3 separate regions of the Mus musculus genome follow, and all the other regions are linked to region 3. The links are chromatin contacts, called in public Hi-C and HiChIP or PLAC-seq maps. All regions are on one chromosome and are shown on one strand. The core of a region is the stretch at or near the end of the contact, and the rest is flanking DNA. Distances in the headings are between cores, read along the strand shown. Region 1 overlaps Gm13990 (a long non-coding RNA gene). Region 2 has its middle 110 kb from the start of Gm13990. Region 3 has its middle 250 kb from the start of 2810405F15Rik.

Region 1 (4,331 bases), core at 470-2,969, 490 kb before region 3:
GATCAAGTGAAAATGTTTTTATATTTTGAAACAGAAACATCAAAATTCATTAAGAACAAAGCTCTGGCATATTAATCTGTCTGCCAGTTCTCAGCCCAGTGTGATTTCATCTGCTTCTAAGTCTCAAAAGTGGGTATAAAAATAGACATACTGTCATGATTTCAGTAGTTTTAGCAGATTTGTCTTTTATTAAAAACACGAACCTTGATTATCCTGAGCTGTTTGCAGTCTGCATAGCATGGTTAGTAACTGAGGAGCACTGTATACAATGAACTTCCCATGTCCACCTTAAACTTGTATGAAGAAGCGTTATCACTCTCAAGGATTGATGTACATACATACTTGAATGGTACATTTGCCTTGAGGGTAAAACAAGGACAAAATGTCCCGAGACATGCTAAATATGTAGTTGCTTAATTGCAAAGCCAAAATAGATTACACACAGCCCCACAGAATGTAAGACATCTGCTTTGTTTGAAGCAAAAAGAAAGACATAGGGGGTTTGGGGGGCATGGGGGGTGTGGTGTGGGGAGTGTGGTGTAGGGGATGGGGGTGGGGGTGGGGGTGGGGCTGGGCATTTAGTTGTGACCTGCTCCAGCACTGAGCAACTTAGTAGTTAACTAGGAGTTTAATTGTGTCCCAGAAAGACCACTGCCTAGAGTCTGGCTTAGAGGCTGATGAGGACACAGGCCAAAGCTGAAATGTCACACCAGAGAGATCAGTCGAGGCAGGCAGTGGCGTGGACACTCATAACTGGGGCAGAGAGATCACAGGGTCAACTGTTTCTCGTCTAGCAATCACAAGCCTGTGCACAGGAAATTCGGAATGGAGAAGAAAAAGAAAGTAGACCTAAAAGTTAAAAACATCCAGCACCAAATTTTATAGAATCACCCTTCACTCAGAGTTTGTCATTCTGTTATTAACTTCAGATACCCTTAAATACTGACTTATAAAAACAAATCATATAGCAAACCTTTGGTCATTTCTCATGGTGTCAGAAGAATAAATTCACCTGTAAAATTTCCATTTACGGGCATCGGTGATTCAGTTTCACGTTGACTTGCTCTAGAGCCGTAATAACATTGCTCTTTGGTTGTTTGATTGTAGTTTTGGCTAGTGTTACACATGTTTAGTCTCAAACAGAGGGGTTTATTTGTTTAAAGCTGCCTTCTCTCTGTGTGAGTTTACTTGTTTGCTCACTGGCCCAAGTGAGCACCCCTCTCTGGGGATTCCTGTCCCACGAGTGTGTAACAGAGTCCAGATGCAGCGTGAGAGTGTGCTGTTTGACAAACAAAACCAAACCCTGGAACTGCCTGTGAGTTGTTGATAAATCTTTCCATCGGAATTACACTTGTCTAAGTAGCAAAGATGCAACATTCGCTTCCCATTCGGTATTTGAACGTGCAGAAGGCAGGTTTAATTGCTCCCCACAGGCAGGAATTTGGCAGAGGGAAAGCAGATTATTTTAATCGTTCTGTCTAGCTATATTTTAAAGCGACCCCAGCTACAGTGCCTGCACATTTGTGTTGGCATTAATAGAACAAAAATGTGTATTGGACTTGAAAGGTGTTTTGATAGTAAGTAAACATATTTATTTTCCACCTGATTCTCCTCCGTGGCTGTACTTGCTCTGCCAAAAAGGCAGCTGAGGGGGCGGGGCCAGCAGCAGGGCCCATTAGGAACCAAAGCTTCATTTTCAGGTTTTGAGTGCAGGGTCAGTTTAACTAAGCACCACCCACGGCATCCAATAACAGAGGTTTTGGTTTGTAAGCCGCAGAACAGCTGCTAGTGAGCTAACAAACCAGAGGCCTTCCTTTAACATTTCATTTCCTCTTTGGAAAAAAAAAGTGATTCATTTTATATGCTCATCATTACACACACACACACACACAGACACACACACACACACACACACACACACACACAATTTAATTGATTCTCTGTATAGGCAAAACGTGTTAAGAAGGTGTAGTACAAGATGTCCTGAACACCAGCGTATGGCAGTTCATGTTTATTTATAAACGAAGTCAAGAACAGTTGAATAGAAAAACTTTTGAATCCTCTCGGTGTACCACTTCTGATCCCTCCTATAAACTGGGGGAAGCCGTCTGTCTCTCACTTAGCTTGAGACACTGTTTAAGCCTACTTGGGATATCCTTCCCTTGGACACTGACTGTTTTTTGGTTTGTTCTTTTCCTCCCAGCAGATAGACATTGTTCCCAGATAGTATGCTGGAGACACAGCTCTTTCTCAGGTTTGCCTTGCCTTAAAATTAAATGGGATGTCCCAGTGGGCAGACTGTGAGAAAATGGAGATCCCTCTCTGTGTTTCTTCTTACAGGCTAAGGAGACATCTCCATTTCCAGCATTCCCCCCAGTGAGCACATCTGCTTTAGCCAGTGTTGTCCTCAGCTAGGTCAATTGGCTTGGGGGTGGGTGGGGGTAGTGGGGGTTGTGGGGGTGGGGTAAATGACCTGGCTGAGGTCATTCCTTTCCCAAAGTGATACAACATTCATTAGTTTGCACAAGTGTTGAAACTGCTTAGTGGTTCAGGACCTCAAGAAACAAAGTTTGCTGCCTTCTCAAGAAATGAATCATGTATCCAAATAGAGATACTAGAGCCTGTTGTGTGAGCAGGGGTGGGGAGCAGAGTAAGCCAGCTGCCAGGCCAGGTGAGAAAGCAGACTCTTAGGGAGGGAAGGAGAGGGAGAGAGGGAGAGAGGGAGAGAGGGAGAGAGGGAGAGAGAGAGGATTTTCTATCAATTTAAAGAACTCCCCCCAATTATTTCTCAGTAAAGAATATTTCCCTAATGTTGAACAGGGTACCCTCTATTACCACGTTTATCATAGCAAAGTGTGAGACTGCGTGAGTGGTGGGTGTTTTGTTGTGACATCTGAACTATTTGTAAATATTGTTCACAGCTTTCTTAGCATATTTTAGCGAGGCAACATTTCAGCAAAGTATAATTTATTGCACATGATATAGATGGTGAGCTTCCCAACCCATTTATTCTCAGTGTCTCCACAAAAGCAAACTGACACTAGGCCACTCAGTGCAATGGGGTTCAACTAAGGCTCCAGAGCCTTGTCACTGACCCTCTGCCTGGAGAGACAGTCAGCCAGGCCAAGAGACTGCCTTTACTTGAGGTCAGAGCTGCAACTCTATAAGTTGGGCAGAGGAAAAAGCATGTTTTTTCCTCTGTTAGTGTGCTATGAATGCACATATATATAAATGTATGCATGTACTTATGTATGTATGTATTTATGTATACATGGATGTAAATATGCATTTTTGTGCAGAAAATGTTTCTTTTGTTGTCACAAATGCAAAAACACTTTGCATGGTATGGCATTTTCTTTTTTTTATGTATATATAAAATATATATACATACAGTATACATTTTCATATATAAAATATGTATCCTATATAAATGTGATATGTATGCACATATATGTGAAATAAAATGTGTTATATATATTTCTAAATGCAATAAAATATATACATATATGTATAAATCATGCAAACATATATGTGTATATATGCACATATATGTATATATTATATACACATTTATACACATATGTGTACACACATACACACATATCATATATATACATGCATATATATATATATATATATATATACACACACATATACACACACACACACACACACACATATATATATATATATATATATATATATATATATATATATAATCTTTATATCTCACTTTTGTCTCCCCCTACGGGCTAATTTGGCTTTGTATTAGTCTTTAAATTTTTCCCCATAGAAAAGGTCTAGGAAGAAGTAACAAGATACTTTCTTTTCTTCTCTCTTTCTTACCAGCTTTTAAATGATAATTAAAACACATTGTAGTTTGATTAGTCCTTCCCCCACCTCCAAGGTGTCATGTTTTTGGAAGGAAATAAAAAAGACCGGGACAGATAAATCTGAAAAATTGTTCTGTTCAGATACAAGTTGACAGTGAACTGTCTGGACAGCAAAGCCAGTCTGCTTTCAGTAGAGGTCTTGTCAAATGTCATCTGCCTCCGTGTTCATCTCCTCCTTCCTTTTTTGCTCATCCTCCTCTCCCTCCTCTCTCTTTTGCCCCTCCCCCCCCCAGCATCCTCACTCCCCACCCCCATCCTCTTTTAGTGAGGATTTAGGTCAGCTTCACATAAAAGCCACAAAGGTCTAGATGTAGTGGTTGCACTAGACATGGTAGTTGCAACGTTGTTAATTCTCAAGCATATAAAATTATCTCCATTTTATGAAGGGGCAAACTAAGCGTCAGGAGCTGGAATTATGTGACCAGAGTCCATGGTCAG
Region 2 (4,531 bases), core at 1,567-4,066, 450 kb before region 3:
TTGAAAAGTCACTGCATCCTTGTGTCTGAAGTTTCACATAAAGACCTTGCTTGGAAGCCATATGCAGACCATATGGGGGAAAACTAAGCAAGCCTAAGGCCAGCTCTTAAACTCTGTCTCTGAATGGCCATTGGGTGTATTTGATTGGACAACTTAGAGAAGATGGTGTCCCAGGGGTGGGGGATCACTTAGAGACTGGCTCTGAGTGATCATAGACAACCCCAGGATTGAAACAGGAGCTTGGCACATAGCAGGTATTTAGTAAGATTTTGCAGTGACTAAAATGAGAGACAATGAGCAGTGATCTCTGAGACTAACCTGGAGACTGCTCTATGGCTCACCATATCTGTAAACCTGCAGTGACCTCAGAGACTAACTGCGGAAGCTAGAGACTGCTCTATGGCTCACCATATCTGTAAACCTGCAGTGACCTCAGAGACTAACTGCGGAAGCTAGAGACTGCTCTATGGCTCACCATATTTGTAAACTTGTCAGTTAAGACACGAGGTTTAATCATAGTTAACCATATACTAAAATAGTGGAAAACTGCTTCCCAAAAATTCTAGACAGGCTTGTTGGTATAATCAATATGAGAGTATGAATTGTAAATTTACATGAAGTATGTTACTGTATACTGTTCTTTAAGAAATGGCTAGCTGGAGAGAAAATACCCAAGGAGCTAAAGGGATCTGCAACCCTATAGGTGGAACAACATTATGAATTAACCAGTACCCCGGAGCTCTTGACTCTAGCTGCATATGTATCAAAAGATGGCCTAGTCGGCCATCACTGGAAAGAGAGGCCCATTGGACTTGCAAACTTTATATGCCCCAGTACAGGGGAACGCCAGGGCCAAAAAGTGGGAGTGGGTGGGTAGGGGGGTAGGGAGGAGGGTATGGGGGACTTTTGAGATAGCATTGGAAATGTAAATGAGGAAAATACCTAATTAAAAAAAAAAAAGAAATGGCTAGCTGGGCTGGAGAGATGGCTCAGCCATTAAAGGCTAGGCTCACAACCAAAAGTATAAGGAATGGCTAGCTATGCATTGATACTTTCAAGTATTAAGAAGTATCCATGGTATTATAGCACAACAGAGAAATTATTAATGATTAAATGTATCTGAACGAATCCATGTAAAATTTTTATAAAGTACACTGATGATATAATTTTACTAAAACAAGTAAGGAAGGCTACGGGGCCTGTCTAAAACCTGACAGTGATTTTACAATTCCTCAAGCATGTGATTTTTCTTTTTTTTTCTTTTTTGGCAAGTTTCTTATTTGATCGGGAGGTGGGCTTACTGATTTCCCAGGTCTCTGATTGAGCGACACAGACTCAGGTGACTAGAGAGCACTGCAGATTCTCAGTGCTTGCACCCATACCCATGTGTTTCTATATTCCTCAGTCCTATCTTGCCCCTGGGTAAATACGAGCTATCTGCTTACATGGCTCCTAAGAGCTCTTGACTGGGGTCAGAAGACAAGGGATACTAGCCAAGTATAAACTTAGTTATTGAGTTTCATATAGTCAGTTTCTTTGCAGAATCGGTTTGTAAAGCACACCAGAAGCCTCTAAGAGAGTGGAATACCTTTCCACCTGTGTTCTTCCATCCTTCCATTGCTATGGTTGGGAGGCTCTTACAGATAAGAAGTGGCATTTGGCACTGGGCACTTCAGCTTTCAGTCAGGAGATGGGCACTGACCTCTTGGACACACACAGAGTTCACTGATGGTCACAGCTCATAGCAATTTTATTCACCCGTCAGCACCTGAGGGCTTGAGAAGGGATAACTAACAGATGTTAAAATCCTGTGTTCTGCCAAAGGCGGGGCCATAAATTCCTTTGTGGACAAACTGACATTCCAACAGTGGAAGAGGGCTTTGTGGTGGTACCAGTGAGCCAGCTGCTGCTTTTTTCCTCATCTCTTCCATAGAACCCTGTTTATAAAGCTTGATCTCAGCCACCAATAATTCAAATTTTGGAATTATCCCCCTTCAATTGCCTGAGAGGTATTTCTGTTAGAGGGGAAGATGGAACTTGTAACAGGGACGGTTTTTTTTTTTTTTTTTAGAAAAGCACAACTGATCTTAAAGACAATCATAGCTCCCAAAACTCATGTAATAACTTAAATATCTGAAGGGAGTTCTGCAGCCATGGCTCAATGGTTAAGAACATTACTGCTCTCGCAGAGGACCTGAGTTCAATTTCCAGCATCCTGTCTGGTGACTAACACAGGGCCTCTGACTCCCTCTTGTGGTTTTGTGGGTACTACATGCATGTAACCAAACCATAGTGAAAAATAAAATTTAATCTTAAAACACACACAACAAACAAACAAACAAACAAAAACAAAACAAAACAAAAACCCCTAACCTAGTAATGAAGGCTCTCCTCTTTGACTACTGCCACTACCGTTCATAAAGGATGCCCGGATGTCACATATGTGGCTGCCTCTTCCTTAGTATGTTTGCTTCCTGAGCCTTCTCCCTCCACAGCAATTTGAATTGTTTAGCTTTCTCCTGAAAGGGGTTAAAAGTCAAACGAACAGTGCTGTTCCAGTGAGAGAGAACAAAACCCCGAACGAAACCATCCCATCTCACTTAAAGTTCTGTCTGAGGGGTCTCCATCTAGGATTCGCTTATGCTACCCCGAGGCCTGTGGTCTTATTTAGTATCAGCCGGTAATAAAGAGCCCTTCAGCTAAACATGGTCGTATCCCTCTATTAAGTGCCGCTCTTGAAGTAGTCATCGAGGAAAGGGGAGTTGGAACCCTTCAATGTCAAGGCGTTTAGAGGCACTCCAGCGTCAATCAAGATGCACGGCGCTAAGTGCCTGCTTTCATTTACATGAAATATTCATACGGCATTCCGTTCTGCTTTTCTCTCTCCTAATCATTACTTTTCGGAAGAGGCTACAATCATCTCAGTTAGGGGAGGGTGTTATGGGATGGGCCGTACCTTTCAAAGTCAGGCTTCCTGCAGATAGCTAGTTCTGTAATGAGGCAGCAGACTGCATGGACCGCTAAAGGTCTCCCTCTCAGAGGCTGGCCTTGTTATCTTGGACTATTCATCTTCAAGTATACAGCTTAGTGCAAATGAAAGTAATTAATTAACCATAACAAACCTGTCAAAAAGCCATTTAGGATTTTGATAGGGGGGGAAAAAGTTAACATTTGTTTTAAGCAGAAAACAAAAATCGTGTACCTCAGCAACCTCCAAAGCAGTTGTGTTTGCATGAGCTTCACCGTCGATGCTGTCCTTTAATTACAGAAGTAGCGTTTAAGTTAATTCCCAGTTCTTTTGACGTAAATCGTAGTGTGATACTTTATAGAGTTGATACAAGTTTGAAAGCATACCAGGATGAGAAATTGTGTCCTATATAAATCGTATCATCTCCCCTGCCCCTTTCTTGTTCCCCTCAACCCCATTTCCTTTGTTATTTCTTCTCTCCTTCCAAAACAGTGATTTAGTTCTGTACTAGGTTGTTTTCCCCTGAAACATTCAACCAGACCCAGAAATGGCATTTTCATGATTCAGCTCTTTGGAGTGGAGCCCCCAGGACCTGATTGTTCATTTTAGTTTTAAGGCATGTTGCATTTGCTTTTGACATGCATAGGAAATGGTTAATCATTTGTGTAGAAATTCTGGGCCATGGTTCCAGATATTCATGCGTCTTTTCAAAGCTTTTCTTGCGCTTTATTTATTTCTCTTTCACGATGCAGATTTGAGTGTGACAAGAGGGGATGGAAGAGTTGGTCTTTGCTTGTGGGAATATTCTTCGCAAATGAATTTTAACATTAAATGAGAAATGTCAGGGTAATCATTAACGTCTAATGAAAGGGAGAGTAAATGTGCAGTGTTTTTGCTTAGAGTGCTGCATTTTTAACAGACGGCAGCTCATAATCGGTGCACACCGGAGAGGCGCTCATTTTTAAAGTTAGAAATGTTAATGGGCCTGAAACAGTTGTTTTTCATGTCCATTTAGCCCCTCAGCCTATATAAGCTGAACTAGCAGCCCGAGTGGCCAGAGACGTGCGATTGCTTCTCACTTAGGTAGTTTTCTGCTTAAGAACACAATACCAAAATCATAGCTGATCACCCAAATTAAAAATAAACAACCAGATGGTAAAGCCCTGAAAGCATTTTCAAATCTTCTTTCCCTCTTTTTGCATTTTAAACCACATTTAAAGCATGTTTGATTACTTTTTGGTGCACTTAGAACTGGAGTCATCTTTTAAAGCTATAACCTTCTCTAAATAAGACAAAATATCATAAAGATCATGTTTTAAGAGGAAAATAATATCTAATTCAAATGACTTGTAATCCCCTGGCTTGCTGTGGGTAAAAATGAAGAAACTGGAATCACTTCAGGTCTATGGTCTTTAGTTACTGAAATAAAGGAACAACTACACTTAGTTACCCTCCCCGTCCCCCCTCAGAAGCACAATTGTGATCCCCCCCCCAAATGAGTAAAATATCATAGAGAAAACATTGGGAGCTGCTGCACACTTTTATCAAGGTCTCTGTGAACAT
Region 3 (4,270 bases), core at 379-2,878:
CAGCTGCTACAGGATTTCACAAGAAGTTAGCATATAATGTCTCCCCTTAGAATATACTGTGAGTGTATGCGATGTCAAAAATCAAAATCCCTGGGTTTTGCATAATGCATTAAGGTCCATATCTAGACAAGAAAGATTTTTCAAAGAAATGTCATACAATGAAAAACACAAACTTCCCTTGGTTAAAAAAAATAAAAATAATAGATGTAATAATCCAAAAATGTAGTGAGTTAGGAAAATGAGCAAAGTGTATTTATGGACCTCAGATTGAACCTCTTGAAATAAACACCAGGGTTTCTGAGTATTTCCTGTGTCTATTGGTTAATTATTTATAGGGAGTACTTGATCTCCATATTATTCTCCAAACAAGAGCCTACTAGGACCTAAAGTAATTGTCCAAAATTATTGAGAGTATACGGCTCATCAAAGGAAAAGGAATTAACAGCCACAAGGATGCTCTGCCGAAGCCCACTTCCCCTGCACCTAGGTAGAGTCAGTTGACTCTGGAAATCTGAGGTACTGATGGTACAGGTGGCTTGGAGAGATGTTGCTGCTAGTGAGGCCGGAGGCTGCACACGGACACTCATTACGTTTGTGTTTAGTGGACTCTGTGGATGTGCACATTCTCTTGTGGGTCTGTGTGCTTCTTTGATGCTTTAATTTTCTCTCTTGGTATAAGTGACATTTTCTTATGTTTCTTATAGATTAGGATAAGATTTTTCCTTTTTCCAGGAAAAAAGAAGCGAAGGTCGGGAGGGAATGAATGTCTTGACTTATTACTTCCAGTCCTATTTATTGACTTGGTTTATGGGCAGTTGGGTGGTTTTCCACCTAGTCTCCAACAAATTTTTAAATATTTTATTCCAAGCTTGGGACAGTCTTCTCAAAACACTGCAGCTGATCCTACCATGTTGCTTTTTAGCCCATAATAAAAGAAGTGACAGATCTTTAGCTGCAGCGGCGCGAGTGGGCACACTGTTAATGACTCAAGCGCCTCACTACACCTTATTCATATTAAAGGGCAACATATTGCATATTAATAGACAATTTAAAATAATTACAGGCTTTAATCTTTTCTAAAGAACAGTTTCTTGTCTCCTGAAAGTTTTGTACTTCTCATATAGAAAAGAAAGCGAGTGCTTTTCCAGAGAAACAATGTATAATAATATGTCAGTAAAGATTGAGCAATTTTGCGTAGTGATGGGTGAAAAGGACATTATGTTCTTTTTTCTTGTCATGGTCGGTATTTTTCTGTCAGTCGGCAAAGGCTGCACTCAGCAAGAAGAAGCTAAAGACGGGCGTTGAGAGACGTGAGGGTGACAGCCACCCTGACAGGTCAGAAGATGACTGCAGAATTAGCCTTACTTTAATTCGCACTAAAATTCACAGCTCCTGACGAGGAAATGGGAAAAAGAAATTTCCTTACACATTTTCTTTTCATTTCATGTGCAGATTATACATATTCTGCTTCCATTAACAAGGAGGAGATTGTACTTTATGCGGCTCTATATTTAAGGGCAGAAGACCAAGAAGATGACAAGAGTGACCTCTCTCTTGTCTTATGATCACTGCCAGTTTGACATGACACTAATTAGACCGCCTTAATCTAAACCCAGTTAGTTCTGCATGCTTGCCACAGAACCATTGTAAGCCCTAATGTAAATTGCCTTAGGCCTTTGTCTTCCTAAACCCTGCCTCTCTCCCCCACCCGCAGCCCCCATTTTTGCACACTCACATGTATACATATGAAAAACCAGATCTTTAATAATCCGTCCCCGTTAATCTTAACAAATAAGCCCCTGAATGTCCTCCTAACATCCCTTCTCTGTAAATGTCACCAATTTCCAGCAGGTAATGCTGTCTGGTGTGGCTTGCTGGACATGGTTGGATGTTTCCTTTCATTTTGAAAGCCCTGAAGAGAAATAAAGATGGAAAAGGCCAAGGGGGACTTTTTTTTTTTTTTAGTACATCGTGATGCTAGAGCTGTGAAATATGTTTAAGTGTGAATTGAATGTGTTTCTCCTCTTAAAAAACAGAATAAAAAAGACACCTTTCTGTCCAGCTGATTAAAAAGAGAGTCAATTAATTCTGAAAGAGGCAGTACAGAATCAGGAGGGGCATGGAACAGCCAGCCAACATTCTCTTAGAGACCCTAGGGAAGTCACCCCATCTAGTGTATATAAGGAGACAACACACTAAAATGTCCTTGAGAAACATGTCTATATAATCTCCCATGAACCATTACAGTGAATTCAGCCACATTGTTAGTTATCATCTGATGTGCTATGTGTAAGTACATTCAGCGGGAGTTGGGGGATACCAGGTGTCTCCCCAAGACAGGAAGCTATAGATACGTAGCATTTCTATATTCAAGAGCGCTTTCTGGTATTAGCCAGATCAAGTGTGTTTCCCATGATCAGCAAATCTCAATGTGTGCAGCAACTGCTCCACATGACCTGCTTACTCCCCAAAAGGAGTCTGCGTTTGGAGTCGAGCTGTTGGAGTAGTATCTCCAACCCTCTTTCCACTGTGTAAAATGTAAGTGACTATTGAAGATAGAGAGGGGAAATAGGCACCTTCCTCTTACCTTCTGGGATGCTTTGCATCGGTGACATCGCCCTGACTGTAGGCTCATTCATGTGGCAGAAGGGTAAAAAATGCCACCCATGGTGTTGATAACCTGCACAGGCTTCCAAACCTTCTTTGTAACAATCTCACAGGAACTTGATAATGTCTACCAAGGACAGAGTGAATGCTGGAGACTGAGCTTGGGCTATGAAATCATCATCTCCTGTTATCCTGGACACAACACTGAAGCAAACATGCAGGCTGTTTCCCCACTTCACAGAGAATGAAACTGAGGTGAGAGAGGATGAGTAGCTTGCCTAAGATCAGATACTTCAACACACAAAGTGTGAGAAGCAGATGCCATGGTCAGGTTGCAAAGCTACTTTCTGTGTTAGCAAGAGGATATGGCGAAAGAGGACCAGTGTCCTAAAATTGGGAGTGAGAGGGCATGTGAATAGCTGGCAGAGGGCAGGCCTGATTGGAGATGAAATAAAAAGAATCTGCTAGTAAGTTGTGTCTGCAGCCTGCAACAACCACTCCCCCCAGGATCAGGTCATAATGTCAAGGGGGAACAGTGCTCTTTCTACCTTGCATCTCTATGGGAAGCCATGATGAAGGAGGTGTGATGGTGCAGTTTTCATTCCACGTGCTCATCTTAGGTCAGAACACAAGCTTACCTCTTTTGGTTGTACTTGTGTGGCTGTGAACCAACAAGCCACAGCTTCAGGTGAGTGTCAAGCAGTGACACTTCCCTTGCTCCTGCTTTAAACACAGATTTTCTCTGCTGAGTGACTGCCAAGTCACTGCTAATGAATATGAGAAGCCTGTAATTTAGTAGAAAACAATGTTGTCCACACCTTGTCCCTACATCATTTCAGTTGTGTGTGTGTGTGTGTGTGTGTGTGTGTGTGTGTGCATTCATTTTTTTTAAATCAAGCATAAGTGGTAGATAATGTTGCCCTGAATGTCCCCTAGGCCTGTCCCACCGAGGCTTGTTTGGCTTGCCAAGTTTAAATATTTTCCGAACTGATCCCAGAACTGAGAAGCCTCCATCACAGCACAGCATTAAACATGATGGATGTGATACATATTTAATACAATAAAATGGCCATTTATATGCCCATACTAGACACAAGGGAAATCCTCACAGGAAAGATTGCTAAAATCAAAAGGGGCCTATTCTCTAATCGATGTAAGGGGATTTAAGCGGATAACTCCCATTAATGCTAATGGGAGTTATGAGCTTATATCCTCCGTGCACCATTGGCAAGATACACTCAGTGCCACTCGGAAGGAGGCTGTCACACTGATGAGATTCCATGGGAGACTTCCAGGGAAGGAAAGCTGGGGGAAGAGCCGAAAGGGCAGGAACGTTGTAACCAAGGTTTGCTTCTGGAAAAACACCTTTCCCTCTCCACTCAGGCATGCTAACGGGGACTGGCTAGGAGAAAACTTGAAGGGCCATGGGCATAGTAGAGTTTGTTTGCAATATCAACCATCTTAAACTCTTATCTCACACAGGTACATTTGGGCAAGATAATGATACTGGAAACAATGACATCAAGAAACAGTTCATATGGCAAAGAACCAGCAAAAGAAGAGGCCAACGAATCTGTTAGTTTGTTTTGTTTTGTTTGTTTTGTTTTGTTTTACACTTGAGACAAAGTGTCTCCTGCCCCCAATTTTCAGGAAAAGAGAGATA

Evidence for each region. Hi-C and Micro-C count contacts between places; a contact is called where the count stands out from the background. HiChIP or PLAC-seq counts read pairs in DNA pulled down with a chosen protein or histone mark.
Region 1: a Hi-C map of ganglionic eminence shows a contact between it and region 3, with 2.8 times the contacts expected there. The contact joins two enhancer-like sites. A contact is called at or near these places in 1 of 484 Hi-C or Micro-C datasets (ganglionic eminence) and 4 of 115 datasets of contacts at active chromatin or transcription factors (embryonic basal ganglia, embryonic forebrain, forebrain and 1 more).
Region 2: an H3K4me3 HiChIP or PLAC-seq map of embryonic basal ganglia shows a contact between it and region 3, with 3 times the contacts expected there. The contact joins two enhancer-like sites. A contact is called at or near these places in 1 of 484 Hi-C or Micro-C datasets (embryonic stem cells), 1 of 115 datasets of contacts at active chromatin or transcription factors (embryonic basal ganglia) and 1 of 9 other capture datasets (embryonic trunk).

What each region holds. Positions count from the first base shown.
Region 1 is chr2:116,810,604-116,814,934 of GRCm38.p6, reverse strand. All of the region lies in intron 3 of Gm13990 (a long non-coding RNA gene), which reads left to right. Among named protein-coding and RNA genes, the nearest start is that of Gm13990, 66 kb to the left of the region's middle. Within about 2 kb of position 1,719, at least 15 of the 459 cell types and tissues checked have an H3K27ac peak or open chromatin away from gene starts, as enhancers often do. A contact at or near this core is called in ganglionic eminence, where this site is marked.
Region 2 is chr2:116,767,101-116,771,631 of GRCm38.p6, reverse strand. No RefSeq gene overlaps it. Among named protein-coding and RNA genes, the nearest start is that of Gm13990, 110 kb to the left of the region's middle. Within about 2 kb of position 2,816, at least 10 of the 459 cell types and tissues checked have an H3K27ac peak or open chromatin away from gene starts, as enhancers often do. A contact at or near this core is called in embryonic basal ganglia, where this site is marked.
Region 3 is chr2:116,319,604-116,323,873 of GRCm38.p6, reverse strand. No RefSeq gene overlaps it. Among named protein-coding and RNA genes, the nearest start is that of 2810405F15Rik, 250 kb to the right of the region's middle. Within about 2 kb of position 1,628, at least 8 of the 459 cell types and tissues checked have an H3K27ac peak or open chromatin away from gene starts, as enhancers often do. A contact at or near this core is called in embryonic basal ganglia and ganglionic eminence, where this site is marked.